Linked DNA regions of Cricetulus griseus: region 1 is linked to region 2. The links are chromatin contacts, called in public Micro-C maps. All regions are on one chromosome and are shown on one strand. The core of a region is the stretch at or near the end of the contact, and the rest is flanking DNA. Distances in the headings are between cores, read along the strand shown. Region 1 overlaps Ston2 (stonin-2). Region 2 holds the start of Ston2 (stonin-2).

What was found. A called contact is a pair of places that touch in the nucleus more often than the background predicts.
Region 1: a contact with region 2 is called in a Micro-C map of the CHO-K1 cell line, with 1.9 times the contacts expected there. The contact joins the enhancer-like site here to the promoter of Ston2 in region 2. A contact is called at or near these places in 2 of 8 Hi-C or Micro-C datasets (both in the CHO-K1 cell line).

What each region holds. Positions count from the first base shown.
Region 1 is chr5:113,215,901-113,222,958 of CriGri-PICRH-1.0, forward strand. All of the region lies in intron 4 of Ston2 (stonin-2), which reads left to right. Among named protein-coding and RNA genes, the nearest start is that of Ston2, 84 kb to the left of the region's middle. Within about 2 kb of position 3,806, at least 1 of the 6 cell types and tissues checked has open chromatin away from gene starts, as enhancers often do. A contact at or near this core is called in the CHO-K1 cell line, where this site is marked.
Region 2 is chr5:113,130,072-113,137,669 of CriGri-PICRH-1.0, forward strand. Ston2 (stonin-2) reads left to right here and starts at 5,486. Exons shown (of 7, transcript XM_027418645.2): 1 at 5,486-5,638.

The DNA.
Region 1 (7,058 bases), core at 2,556-5,055, 84 kb after region 2:
CTGGCATTATATCCCAGGGCCTTCAGAATACAAAGAAATAAACCAGCTCATCCCAGGAGATTCCAGAGATCTTCACTGTCATTTGCTGGTGCATGCTGTATGCCTGGGTAACCCAGGACTGCACAACTCTAGCTATGTCCCACCTGAGCTCATAAACCTTCCATGGTTTCCTGTGCCTAACCTCTGACCTCTTTAGCCTGGAATGTCACTCTGTCACTCTGTAGCCCAGGCTGGCCTATAACTATGTAATCAAGCTGTGTAACCCAGGTTGACCTCAAACTTATGGCAATCCTCCTGTCTCAGCTTTCCAAGTGTTGGGCTAACAGCACGAACCACAGTACTCAACTAAGATTTTCTTTCTTTCTTCCCCTCTTCCCCTGTATTTTTCTGCCTGATTTTCAATTTTTAGATTTAATGCAATACCTATCAAAATTCCAAGACTGAACAGTTTTCAAAAGAAGAAACACAAATGACCAATAGCTATTTTTGAAAAGTGTTCAACATCCCTAATTATAAGAGAAATGCGAATTAAAATTACTTTGACATACAACCTCACCCCAGTGTAAATGGTTATCGTCAAGAAATCTATCCTATCCCCCCCCAAAAAAAAATGCTGCAGAGGATATGAGGAAAGATGAACCTTGATTCATTGTGTGAGTCCAAATTAATAGAGCCATTGTGAATATCAATTTGGAGGTTCCTCAAAATAATTAAAAATCAAACTGCCATATGATCCAGCATAAGATTCCACTCCTGGGCATGTATCTAGACAACCCCATATTGTACCATAATGATTATTATAGATCCATGCTATCGCCACTCTATTCATGGTAGCAAGGGAATGGCACCAATCCAGATGTTCACCAACAAACTAATGGCTAACAAGAATGTGCTACCATATACAAAATGGAATGTTACTCACCTGTAAAGAAAAATGAAATCATGATATTTATCGGAAAAATGGATGAGCTTGGGAAGCATACTATTAAGCGAGTGAGCTAAACTCAAAACAAAGTGCATATTCTGCCTCTCATATGTAGATCCTAGCCTCTGTTGTACAGGCATATATGTGAGCAGAAAAGGCAATGTTGGATGAGAACAAAGGACGGAATGCAAGGAAAGGACACAGGAGCCATGAGAGAGGGTACAAAGCTTTGGGTTTTTTTCCGGTTTCAACTCTCGTGGTTTTCTTTTTTTTTTTTTTTTTTTTTTGATGGTGGGTAAGTACATAAAAATGGAATTGGTAGTCAAAGTAGAAAACCTGAAGTAAACTGTCAGTGTGGCACACACCTTTTCCCAGCACTCTGGGAGGCAATGACAGGCGGATCTCTCTGAGTTCCAGGCCAGCCTGGCCTACAGAGCGAGTTCTAGGACAGCCAGGGCTACACAGAGAAACCCTGTCTCAGAAAACAAATGGACAACAACAACAACAAAGAAAGACAGAAAAAAGACAGCAATACAATACAAAACAAAACAAAACAAACAAACAAAAACCTGTCTTCAGAATAGCCATTCTAACCATATAGAACTCCTCTGAAATGTACAGGTTGAGACTGGGCCAATGTATGTTTGAGTGACCTCCTTAATCTACCTGAGTGATGTTTTTGTTTGTGAGTTAATTAGAGTACAGGGATTTTATTGAATAAAAAAATAAGATTTTATTTTTACATATTTAAAACTTAAGGGTTTTGTTTGGTTGGTTTTTGGTGGGTTGGTTTCGCCGCTGCTTGGGGTTTTAGAAGTAGTTCCATCCCTCTTTGTTCCTGCCCCCACATCTTCTGTAATTGCTATTGAACTTGGCTTGCGGTTTCCTTTTACAGTGGGTCCAAACACCATCCTGACACGCACCCTTGGGACATCTGCCTAGATTTATGAAGTGCTCTTCTAAGTGATAGATAACCCAATTTTATTCTCAGCATGGAATACTTCACCTCTGGGAGCTGAGCTATGTGGGGCTGTCTGGCTACTATCACCCAGATGTCCACCAGATGCCTGAATGTTCAACTCCACTCTGGCTTAGGAAACTGTATAATGACCCAAGGTTGTTCCTCAGTCCCAGGATAGTATACTCTTCCATCAGATGTCAGTCACTAGGGTGCCAGCTAGATGTCTGTCTGACTAGGCATAAATTGGGGATTCCCGTGACCCCTACTTTGAGTTTGATTAATTAACTACATCCTGTCAGGGAACTTAGGGAAACCCTCTGTGACATTGGCCAGTTTATTATAAAGGTCAAAAACCAGATGGAAGAGATGATAGGGGGACATTGTTGGGAAGCGGCACAGAGCTCTTGTGCCCTCTCTGGGCATGCCACCTCCCAGAAATCCTCTTCATGTGCAATTACCTTTGGGGGATTTGTGGAGGCTTCATTTAGTGGACACGTTGATGACATCAGTGGCTATTGGTGATCAGCCCAGGCTTCAGTGTTTACTTTACCACAGTTCTGGGAGATGGAGCTAAGAAGTCAACTCTGGTCACATGCTTTGTTCTCCTGACAACCAGCCCCTATCCTGAGGCTCTCCAGGAGTCTACCAAAAGTTGCCTCATTAAAACAAAAAGATTCTGTCACTCAGGGGAATCCAAGGAATTTAGAAGCTCAGTGTCAAGAAGTGGGTTCAAGGACCAATCATTAGAACAAAAGTTTTTTTTTTCCCTGCACCCTTCTCTACAAGGGTTGTAGGAGCTCTGCCTGGGAAAACAGAACAAAGACTATATATATATAAGCATATGCCATAATAGCATCTTTTCACATGCATGCTAGTATCCCAACGTAGGACCCAGTTCTGTCACAGCCAATCACAGCATCCTCACTGTGTTGCCCAGAACACTCTGCATTCTTGTGTTCATGCCTGCCGTTCTTGCTGGTTAGGGCGCTTTTACTTGCTGTTCTTTGCCTAGAAGCCCATTCCTGGTGACCTTCACAGAGACCACTAGTCACCCACTTTCTTTATTCCCGAAGAAAGCCTCCCCAGACCACTCCATTTAGGCAGGGTCCCCTTGTCTTGCTTATTCTTGACCTCTTTCCCCATCGCACTTAACCATCCTTGAAATCGCTCTTGGTATACCAGCACACTCTTGCGCATACCTACACACAGAAAAGCACAGGTACATACGATTAAAAATAATTGTTTAAAATATTATGAAATTTTTGAGGTCTATAGTCATAATCTGGTGCTCTCTTCTTCTAGGCTCCTTTTCTGTCGTCCTTATAGATAGATGTACATTTCCTACATGGCTATGTGAACTGGCAAATCTGTTGTGCCCCTAGATACTCTGGCCTCTTGGAAGGGGAAGAAGAAGCTGTTCTTCTGTTATGTGCATATCTCTCCAGATCCAGCTCACCCTGCACATTTTATGAAGTGTGAACCACGGACTGTGATGTGTGAGTCCTGGGCAGTGTGAGAGGGTCATCGTGAATGTTTGTCTGAGAACTAAGATACAGAAGTATCAAGAGATAACGAAAAGCTTCTCTGAGGCTTAGCATCCTGATGTTGTTGAGGCTTATCAGGGTGCAGAAACTTTTCACCAGGTACTAGATGAGGCACATTGTTCAGGCCCCTGAAGTGACTCAGGGACCTATAGAGTCTCACTTGGATTTTCAGGGTCATGTTCTGTTGATGGAGTTTCTGCCCCACCTAGTCCCCGAAGAATCTACCAATTATAAACTGTTTGGTCAATGGCTCAGGCCTCTCCCACTGGCTAGCTCTCTCTCAATTACTAACCCATTGCCACTAAACTATGCATTGCCACGAGGCTGTGGCTTACCCACAATGCTCTGGCATGTTTCTCCTTCAGCTACAAGGCACCCCTCTGGTGACTAACTGAATTCCTCTTCCCAGCCTTCTCCTAATCTGGTAACCTCACCTCTACTTCCTGCCTGACTAATGTCCAATCAGCATTTAGTCACCAACCAATAAGAGAAACATATTCACAGAATTCAGAAGGACATCCCCCATCATCTCCTCTTTTCTGTCTAAATAAAAAGGAAAGTTTTAACTTTAACATAGTCAAATTATATATAACAAAACAGTTACCAAGCAAGAATATACTTAACAATATTTAGTTTATTGACATTTGGCAAAATTTAAAGAAAATATTCTATCATCTATCCTATCTTTGTGAGTCTAAAGTTTTATATGTAACTTATCTTTTATCATAACTAAGGCAAACTATAACCATAACTATCTGTCTTCAACTCAATTAAAGACCCCAGTAAGATAATATATAAACTCTAGAAATGACAGAGACATCTTGATGCCCGGACAGTCAGCCAAAGTTCCTCTGTAATGTTGGGGCCCATAGGCCCAGAATGTCTGGCAGACTTTTTGAAGGACCAATTGTCCCTTGGCAAGTTTAGCAGTTACTTTTCTTTGAATCTTGCTTGTCCATTTTGGACAGCTTGCATGCTTTCAAAAAGTCCAGGCAAGAACAGTTTCTTATCCAAATGGCTCTTCCTGTCATGTTAAAGGCAAGCTCCATAACGAATTTCTTTGACATCCATCTTCCTCTCCAATGCAATTGGTGTTGCCAGGAGCAGTTGTGTCTCGTTGTCATCAAAAACCCCAATAAACCATTCTGAATGTCACATTCTGTAGGTCTTTGAAAGATTCCGAAACTACCTATCCATTGAAACATATCTCTGTATCTCGAAAACCCAACCAACATAACTATAAGTTTTGACCATTATAGGTGACTATCTATAATCCGCATTTAATTATACATTACATTTTCAAAAGAACTGTACAAACACAATATCCAAACAAGAGTAGAAATATAACAAAATTGACCCTAAATTTGTATCAACAAACCAAAATCCATACCAATACAAAGCATTCATTTCTCTATCGATGGTCCCCTCTGGTTCCTCTGACACACTGGAGCCTTGACTCACATTCTAACTAAGAATCGTATGAGGTGGTGCAGATGCCATGTAGCATCAGCCTAACTGACGGAACTTCTTGGCTTTGGAGCAGAAACACTGGGGAAGACACCTCTAACCTCCCACTTCCAAGAAGACAGGAAGTAATTTCAGAACAGATATTCAAAACCAAGCTTTGTCTTCAGACAGAAATCTGAATGTTACCTATAATGACAGTGATTTCTCCTCTAGACTTTTGAATGACATATAACTTCCTGACAAAGATGAAAATACGACTACAGAACCTGTTAAAAGTTCGACAACCATGTTGATGCCAAGTGGCTCCGTGTAATAAATATGAAGTCATCACGAGGGGCATGAAGGGGTGGGTGACTGGCCAATGTTACAAGTGAACCCTGAGTTCTCACTTCAGTGGTCCGTGCCTGTAAGACTTACTTTCCGGGGAGCACCCATTCCAAGTCCATACAACATTTTGGTGAGCTAGGTGTCATATGACCATCAACTACCTTCCTTTGCTTCTCTGAAGTTGTTTGACCTCATGAAACACACCTCTTTGAGACTGATGGTTTCTTTCATCCACAAAATTAGAACAGGAAAATTAAAAATGGCATGAAGTTGTGGTGAAGTGTATCACTTTTCTTGTTCCTTTGATAAAATAAATGGAAAAAAAAAGGACAAAGTAGAGAGGCTGCTGGGGGGCTAGGGAGTGTCGTACACACCTTTAATCCCAGCACTTGGGAGGCAGAGACCGCCAGGTCTCTCAGTTGGAGGCCAGACTGGCCTACAGAGTGAGTTCCAGGACAGGCTCCAAAGCTACAGAGAAACCCTGTCTTGGAAAAAAAATAGATCAATTTTATTCTAAAGCATTTTATTATTAAACTTTGTTGTGACATTAAAGAAACTACACACACACACACACACACACACACACACACACACACACACACACACACAGGCGGAGGGTAATCTTGCAACCCCTGACATACTTCATTTATCAGAGCCAAGGCTCACCTTGGCTCTAACATCCCACCCCATGCACAGAGTGCTCAGGAATCACGAACAACATTATTTAGTGTTTTAAAGATGCAGACAGTGCCTTTGTAACAGGTGTGTAACAGGTCTTGCCTGCCATGTTCTCCTCTTCATTATTCTGATGAATTCTCAGTGCAAGGGGTGGCGGTGGCCTGCTGACCTTTCTCACAGTTAAGTACCTTAGTATCTTTCTTCGGTGCACATATGTTCCCATTAGGCCACAGACCCTCCCCGAGATGCAGTAAGGACCCAGTGAATGATGCTTGGGAGAGGACAGCCCTCCCACCATGCCTGAATCCTGTTTAATGTTTCCCCTTCCACACCTGAGAAGATGAAAGCTGCCTAACAGCACAGAGAGCATTCTCATCAGGACGTGTCTGTGCCAAAAGGTTGTGTAGCTTCTGCCCATCCGCCTTTCAGGCAAGGCAGCCTAACCTGTTGGTACTTGTGCAGCTTTGAAGAGGCGGCTGTGCGCCTTGCTGATGTTAGACCAATTCCAGCTGATTCACGTTCTCCCATCTGGGATCTCCACCCACATCCCACACGCCACCACTGTTTCTCGATGAGCAGCTTAAACCACAGTAGACTGACTTGATCTACACTTTGGATCTGAGTTCCCTGAGTGTTTTGTTTTCCCGAAGATGCTGCAGCAAGTTAACACAAACTAAGTGTCTTAACACAGTAGAAATGTATCCTCTTGCTGCTCAAGATTCCAGAAATCCAAACTCCACGTGCGTGGTTTTAAGGTATCATGTGTCTCCCGGCAATCCCCAGCACTCCTTGGCTTGTAGCAACATAACTCCAGTCTCTTCCTCCATTTAACTCACCTTTCTAGTCCCTATAGCAATGCATTTCTTACAAGGAAAACACTGATTAAACTTAGGGGGCCCACCATAATTCGCCATGACTCATCTTGAGTCACCTCTGGAAAGTCCCCATTTCCAATTAAGGTTACATTCACAGGTTCTGGAGGGCTACGACGGCAGCCTCCAGTTTAAGGGACACAGTTCAACCCACTGTAGCAGGTGCGCTAGTAAGCTTTCAGTTACCATAGTGAAATTCCTGAGATCGTCAGCTTACCAAGAGGAAATATTTACCTCAACTCAGTTTTAGAAGTCCTTGTTTGCGTTGGTTACTTTTCGCTGTC
Region 2 (7,598 bases), core at 4,236-6,735:
ACACACCAGTCACTGTCCTAAACACTTGATGCTTGTGAGCTCAATGTTATCTGTGCACCTCCTTGCCCAGGTCTGAGTGACAACCAGTCATTCTTTCTTTCCATAGCACCTAGAGATGTTCGTACACAAAACACACAGGAACTTTGTAAATATTTATGCAACAAATCAGTCTTGCCTTGGAGGAGAGTATGCTATAGAATAAAACCTAAAAAATAATTTCATGCTATCCTATTGATTTCAATTTGGATGAAATGTGATTAGAGATATATTGAAGGAATTAAGAATGTTGCAAGGCCTGAGGTGGGGGAAAAGTGATCTAAAAGATTCTTCAGGAAATGAGATGACTCAGTGTGTAAAGACACTTGATCCTAAGCCTGAGTCCTATCTCTAGAAACGAAGCGGCAGAAGGGAAGAAGCAATTTCTTCAAACTAACCTCTGGCCACCACAACTACATGCCATAGCATTGCCCCGCCCCCTGGCCAAATTAAATTTAATGTTACAAATTGTAAGATTCTCCAACATGAGCATCCTGGTAGCAAAATTCTCCATTTGGAAAAGCAGTGAATGGTGGCACAGGAGGGAAGGGCCATGCCCTTCAGAGGGATTTCATCTTCCCTTCTTCTTCACTGTCAAGACCAGCCCTTTAAAAGAATTTTTATTACATAATTGTGTGTATGTACCCAAGGAGATGGGGGGGGGGCATGTCAGATACCCTAAAGCTCAGATTGCAGGTAGTTGTGAGCTGCCTGATTATGGATGCTGGGCATGAAACACAAGTCCCCTTAGAACAGTACCCTCTCTTAACTACCTAGTCACCTCTCCAGCCTAAGCTAGCACTTTAGAGTTGCCTGAAGTTGTTACTCTCTCCTACATTAGTGTGTTCCATAAACTGATGAATCCATAAATACTTGTGAATGGAAGCACTTTTCATAAAGACACAGGTAACCCGGGTTGGACTGATGTTCATGAAGATACTTCAAAGGAAGAAAGGAACAGTGAAATACTGCTGAAGGGTTTCTAGTGGGTACAGGCTGGAGCCAGGCTATGGGCATAGACACAGACTCCTTAACTTTAAGAGTTAAGATGTCCTAATGCGGCTTTTTGTTTATTTGTTGACAGTCTCACTATATTGCCCTGGCTGTCCTGGAACTCACTGTATAGACCAGGCTAGCCTCAAACTCATAGAGATCCACCTGCCTCTCTTTCCCTAGAGTTGGGATTAAAGGGGTGTGCCACCACACATGGTTCTAATTCTTTAAAACAGCTCAGGTTACACTGCTACATTGGTAGTCATTAGCTGCATGTAGCTATTCACATTTCAGTACAACTTAAAACTCGGAAGTTCAAGTCACAATTAACCATACATCAAGTCTGATATCACATGTCTAACGACTACTTTAACGGATATCTCAAATATCTGTACAATCGAAACACGTGGGAGGTAGAGACAGGAGAATCAGGACTTCAAGGCCATCGTTGTCACACAGTGAGTTCAATGTCAGCCTAAGATATGTGATAGTCTATCTCAAAATAAAATACGCACAAAGGAAAAGATAAAAAAAGACAATATTTGCATTTTCATAGACCATTCTATTTGACAACATAGACCTAAGAAGTAAATTTTCTCTCTGGGATGATGAGGTGGGAACATGAGACCTAAATGAGTTATATTTAGCTCCCTATCATAGGCCTACTAAAGTCCTTCCACTTAGAGAAATATACTTTTAGGTCCTTCATTTTAGGACTTAATGAGTATTTTTTTCAGTGCACTTTCTGCACTCTCAGAAGGTATGCTGTATAATAATAATAGATTGCTCTCACAAGTCAGCATTCATTCTCCACTTACAGGCTTTTTGTTGTTGTTGTTTTACCCCAAAGGAGACCCGGCCAACATTGAGCAATTACTCCTCATTTTCCCACTGGTCAACTCTCTGTAATATCTCTACAGATTTGCCTATTGTAGATATTGTACAGAAATGGAATTATATATTATGTAGCCTTTGACTTCTGACTTCTTTCACTTATCATAACATTTGTAGCTGAATAATACTCCACTATGAGACTGGACATTTGCCATGTTCTTTATGAGTAATTGATGAGCATCTTGGCTTTGACTTTTCAGCTATGATCGATAACAATACTATGAATATTCTTGAGCAATTTTGTTTTTGTTTTAGTTTTTTGAGGAAGGGTTTCTCTGTGTATCTTTGGAGCCTATCCTGGAACTTGCCTGTAGACCAGGCTGGCCTCAAACTCACAGAGATCTGCCTGCCTCTGTCTCCCGAGTGCTGGGATTAAAGGTGTGTGCCCCCACCACCCCACTCTTGAACAATTTTGTTTTGTTTGTTTTGGTGTTTTTTTTTTTTTTTTTCGAGACAGGGTTTCCCTGTGTAGCTTTGGAGCCTATCCTGGCACTCACTCTGAAGACCAGGTTGGCCTCAAACTCATAGAGATCTACCTGCCTCTGCCTCCCGAGTGCTGGGATTAAAGGCGTGCATCACCAACGCCCGGCAATTTTTTGTTTTTTCAAGACAGAGTTTCTTTGTGTAACAGCCCTGACTGTCCTGGGACTCACTCTGTAGACCAGACTGGCCTCAAACTCATAGAGATCCACTGCCTCCCAGTGTACTGGGATTAAAGGCATGTGCCACCACCACCCCACTCTCAATTTTTTTTATTAGTTCAAATTAGGAACAAGCCTGTTTCACATGTCAATCCCTTCTCCCTCTCCCTCCCCTCACCCCTACCCATCCTCCCATACCCCGACCTACCCCCACTCCATCCACCCTCCACTCCCCAGGCAGGGTAGGGCCCTCAACCAGGGCTCCACAAAGTCCACCACATCATCCTGGGCCAGGCCTAGGCCCTTCCCCATGTGTCCAGAGCAAGAGTGAATCCCTTCACGTGGGATGGCCTCTCAAAGTCTCTTCTTACACCAGGGAAAGATACTAATCCACTACCAGAGGCTCCCTGGAGTGCAGAGACCTCCTCATTGACATCCATGTTCAGGGGTCTGGATCAATCCTGTACTGGCCTCCCAGACAGCATCTGGGGTTGATGTGTTCCCCCTTGTTCAGGCCAGCTGTCGAACAAATTTTTATTCAGACCTTCAAAATTTCACTTTTCTTTTAAAATATTTTTTTGAGACAGGATCCAAATGTAGATCTGGCTGGCCTGGAACTTTCTATGCAGGCTGGCCTCAAACTCAGAGGTCCAACTGCCTCTGTCTCCAAAATGGTGGGTTTCAAAGGTGTGCACCACCATGCCTGGCCAGTCTTCTTGATTATATAAGTCGAATTACTAGGTTGTGTTGCAACTTTGCACTTAATTTCTCAAGAAACTACCATATTATTTAATACTATTTAATCTCACTCACCTTGTGTACATAAAAATAATCATTTTTCTCTTTACTTAACATCGTCCAACATACAGGAGCTGCTCCTCTACAATTGGATGGAATGGCTTCAAACTTTAAGTCAATATCATTCAGCAACTGGAGGGTACCCTTTTGAAATTTAGGATAGGGATGCGGTTAGCACTTCATTAACCTGTTGGGAATTTTAGTCTCATTCATGTTTACAGAGTGCCTACTATATTCTGATAGTAAGCTAGGCAGTGGGACTATTTGGTGCAGCACTACAATCTGGTTGAAGAAGATTGTAAAGGCTGGATAGAGTAGAACGCTGTTACTGTGTTCCTGAGAGACTTGGTGAAGGCCTCACACTGGAAGGGACATTGTAGTTCAGTCTTGAAAGCTAAGTGACAGCCAGGAGAGAAGAAATGCCAGAGCTAAGTAAAGCATTTTTTCTTGATGAGACAGGGTATAGAACTATGTATAAGTGGCCTCGCCCACAAGACAACTAGACTCCATGGTCTTCATTCTTTCCCTTGTCATTTGTGGGCTGAGGTTAGCTCACAGTAGCCAGAAGTGAGCAGTTTGACACAGCAACTTGGGTCAGCCTCCAACGCTGTCAGAAACAAGTGTTTCTCCTTTGAAGTGAGCATTTAAGCAATTCAAATGGGACTTCTGCTTTGGCAAAAGCCACAGCCATGAAAAGTGATCAGCCAGGAGTCAAAAGTTGTGTGCCTGTGATTCTGAGGTTTGAAGAGGGATGCACCTGAATGGACTTTCTTCACCTAATCTCTGTCCATTTTCCAACCAAGTGAGGTTCAATCCACCTCCGTTCTGCATTTCCATGCTTTGTTCATTAATATAAGCGACAGAAAATGGAGGTAATTCTCTCCTGCGAAGTGTGGTTCTTAAGCTTGGGATAGATGCAGTCACTGTTTAGCGTAGGTCCAGCTGGATTCAAACTGGTATCTTTTAAGCACTTTTATACACTTCTTAAGGGTTCTGTGAGCCTAAAGGCACAGAAGGAGAGAAATGCTTGGAGAAAACTGGTCGCATACGGTGTGTTGTTTACTTGTTCATTAATATAAACGACAGAAAATAGAGTTGATTTTACCCATTGCCCGTCTGGGTGGCAGAGCAGATGTAAGAATGGTTTGCGGATTTACACCGCCTGCTTTTAGTTTTTAGAAAGATCCAGAACAGGTAGGAAGGAACGTTGAGAGGGTTAAAGAAGTACCAGGGAAGAGATGCATGATGGGAACAGTTATGGTCCCCTCTTCTCCCCACAAGAATTAGGGCCCTCCTGGTCCCTTTCAGATGAAATTCTGTCATCTTCAGAATGTCTCATGCACATATAGATGTCTTTATGGCAGACTCTTCCTGTATTTCTGGATTATAAAAGTGTGTATAAAGTTCTTGGAAGAATGCCTGCCAAATAATATATACCATGTTAATGTTAGGGTCATTATTATGTTATGAATCAGCCTCATCTCTCCAGCTAGGTATTAAGTTCTTTATGGGTGACATCAGCCCATCTTGCTCTTTTCCTGGACAGTACCTAGCACAATGTTCTTAATGTATTGACGATATTGGGCTCTCTGACAAATCGCTTCCCTTTTGTGAGCTCTGGGAGGTAGGAACCATACACAGATTGTGTGTGGGGTTCAATTTGAGTTCACAAGCTCCATTTGGCACCTTTACAGGCATCTGTCCTGAGGTGTAGACCCTACAGTAAAAAAGTATGGAAAAACAAATGTAAAGTCAAAGTGGTTTGCATGAGAGAGACTAGAGGAACACCTTTCCCAGCATGGTGGAGGTTCACAACCACCAGCACGCAGAGAGGAGTAGCTGGATTCCATAATGATCCCTAATTCCCGCCACCCCTGCGACCCTGTTCCTTCCCCCCCCCCCCAGCTGCTTGCTCGGCCGACCCCATTGGGTGCAGAGGAGACTGGAGCTGGTTTCAGAGTCCTGTTGGCCCCAGGTAAGTAAGGTGGGGGACCAAGGCCAGAGCAGCTAGGCTCCGGGAGTGACCCCGCCCATCCCACTCCTCCTGCCCAATCAGAGCGCAGCTCTCGCACAAGCTGCGACCAATCAGGAGAGGCGGGAGCTGCGCCCAGAGCCGGCGGGCGCCCAGCGAGCCCAGAGTCGCCGAGCGGGCAGTGGTGGTGAGGCGACCCGCGGGGAGCTCTGCTGGAGCGGCGGCGGGACGGAGGCTGGGCTGGGGAGCTGGTGGTGGCGCGGACCTCTCCGCCGACGCCGGGACACTGCACACCCCGACGCTGGTGAGTACAACCGCGGCGGGGAGCGACCTAGGCGCCGCAGGTGGACGGCTGGGGGCGCCGGCCGCAAGGTCCTAGCGCCGTGCATCCCCGAGCACCGCGGACCAAGCCAACGCCGAGCGCCACCGCCACTGTACCGCCAGCCGCAGGGGCCCCGATTAGGAGGGATGAGGCGAGGCGGCCTCCTCGGGGTGTTCGTGGGGAGACATCCGTGACCCCCACACTCATCACAGCACTTCTTGCCAGCCAGTGCCTTCCCCTGAGATTCAAGTCGACCAGGGTGGCTTCCTTGTCCTGAGTGGGGAGGCGACAACAGGTGTCCTTGGAGACGGTGCCTTGCCCCACCCCCGCTGGAAATCCTGGCCTTGGCGTTGCGCCCCAGCTTCGGGGTGTTCTGAGGCAAGACCCCAGCCTGGCCTCTCAGGCGTTCTGCCCGCTGGACAGCGCCCAGGGGCCGCCTGGACCCCGGGCTTTGGATGGAGTTTCCTGCGCGTGTTGCCAAGCAATTTGCTGGATACCGCCTCTCGTTGGGATGGAGAGTTGAAGATTCGGGAGGGAGGGGGAGGGAAGGAGGGAGATTTGCTGGACACTGGCCTCTCCCTGGGATGATGAGTTGAAGTGTGTGTGTGTGTGTGTGTGTGTGTGTGTGTGTGTGTGTGTGTGTGTGTCTGTGTGTGTGTGTCCATGCGTGCCCGCGCGCGCGCTCACTCGCTCGCTCGCCAATCCAGACTCTGTTGAAAGGAGCTGCCTGAGGGCTGTAAGTGAATCATTAACTCTGGTGTGTGCAGCTACTGCCCCTGCTTGCCTTCCTCTCACTCCCTCCCTGTCTCCTTGAGGCTTTATGCGCCTACTTTGCTCTCCTTATCTATAAAGTGGCATACTGATTGCACTCGTTGTTTGGAAGACTATATAAGCCAGTGTCTGAAAAAAAATATCAAGCGTAGCACCAATCATTCAATAAACACCAGCTCTTACTGTTTATTGTGAAGTGGATGATTGTTTTAGGAGTAAATCAGACCTGTCCAAACTGTCCCAACAGTCATTTGGAGCATTTAGTAGCTTTGTACTCTCCAAAGAGAAAAAGGTTAATGTTACTGATGGTATCGTTTAAAGGTAATAAATATATCCTACGGGGGAAGGTTGGGAGAGATAAATTTGAATTCGCAGTCAATGCTTTGTAACCCTGTGAATGTTTTTCCGAAAAGAATATCATGGTACTTTGTTGAATATCTCTCTCTCTCTCTCTCTCTCTCTCTCTCTCTCTCTCTCTCTCCCTCTCTCTCTCTCTCTCTCTCTCTCTCGTATGGCTGATTGGGGTGATGAAGGAGTTACTCTTAGTGTTTTAAAGGTGTGAGAAGCAGAAACACAAAGTAAATTCTCAACCTTATACCCAAGTGCCAGCAGCCAACAGAAAATTGAAATTTGTGTTTCTAACTTTATGCAGTTGGTGGAATTTCTGACTCAGATGGTCTAGTTCAGTCCTTTGCCATTGTACCCTCCCCACCCCTTTGCTGTTTAATGTGAGGATCAAATAGACATTTGACTACATGCGTATTGTGTTCCTAAACCTAAGCTATCGAACTCAATACTTGTTGGAGTTGTGAGCCTTCTCCTGCCTCCTCCTCTGAAACAAACCCTAAAGACTTCTATGTTCTCAGTGGCCATCTGCTATCTTGTCATACCACCCACCCCTGCAGCCTGGACCTGGGAGGGGAAAGGTCAGACACACTAGTCCTGTTTTTCTGTGGTGTCCAGGCCTTGTCTACCTTAGGATACACATACCATACAGAAAAAGTGAGCCAGCGTCGTCTCGGTGCCTACAGTACATTTCTAGATGCCAATCATGCAAGTGTGAGATTAGGGTGGCTTTCAGCTGTTGCTGTAGACTTTTTCTTCCCAGTAGAGTGGGAGGATCTGAAAGCTTGCGACTGGGGAGGGACAGAGGTATGTGGCACAGGGCAGA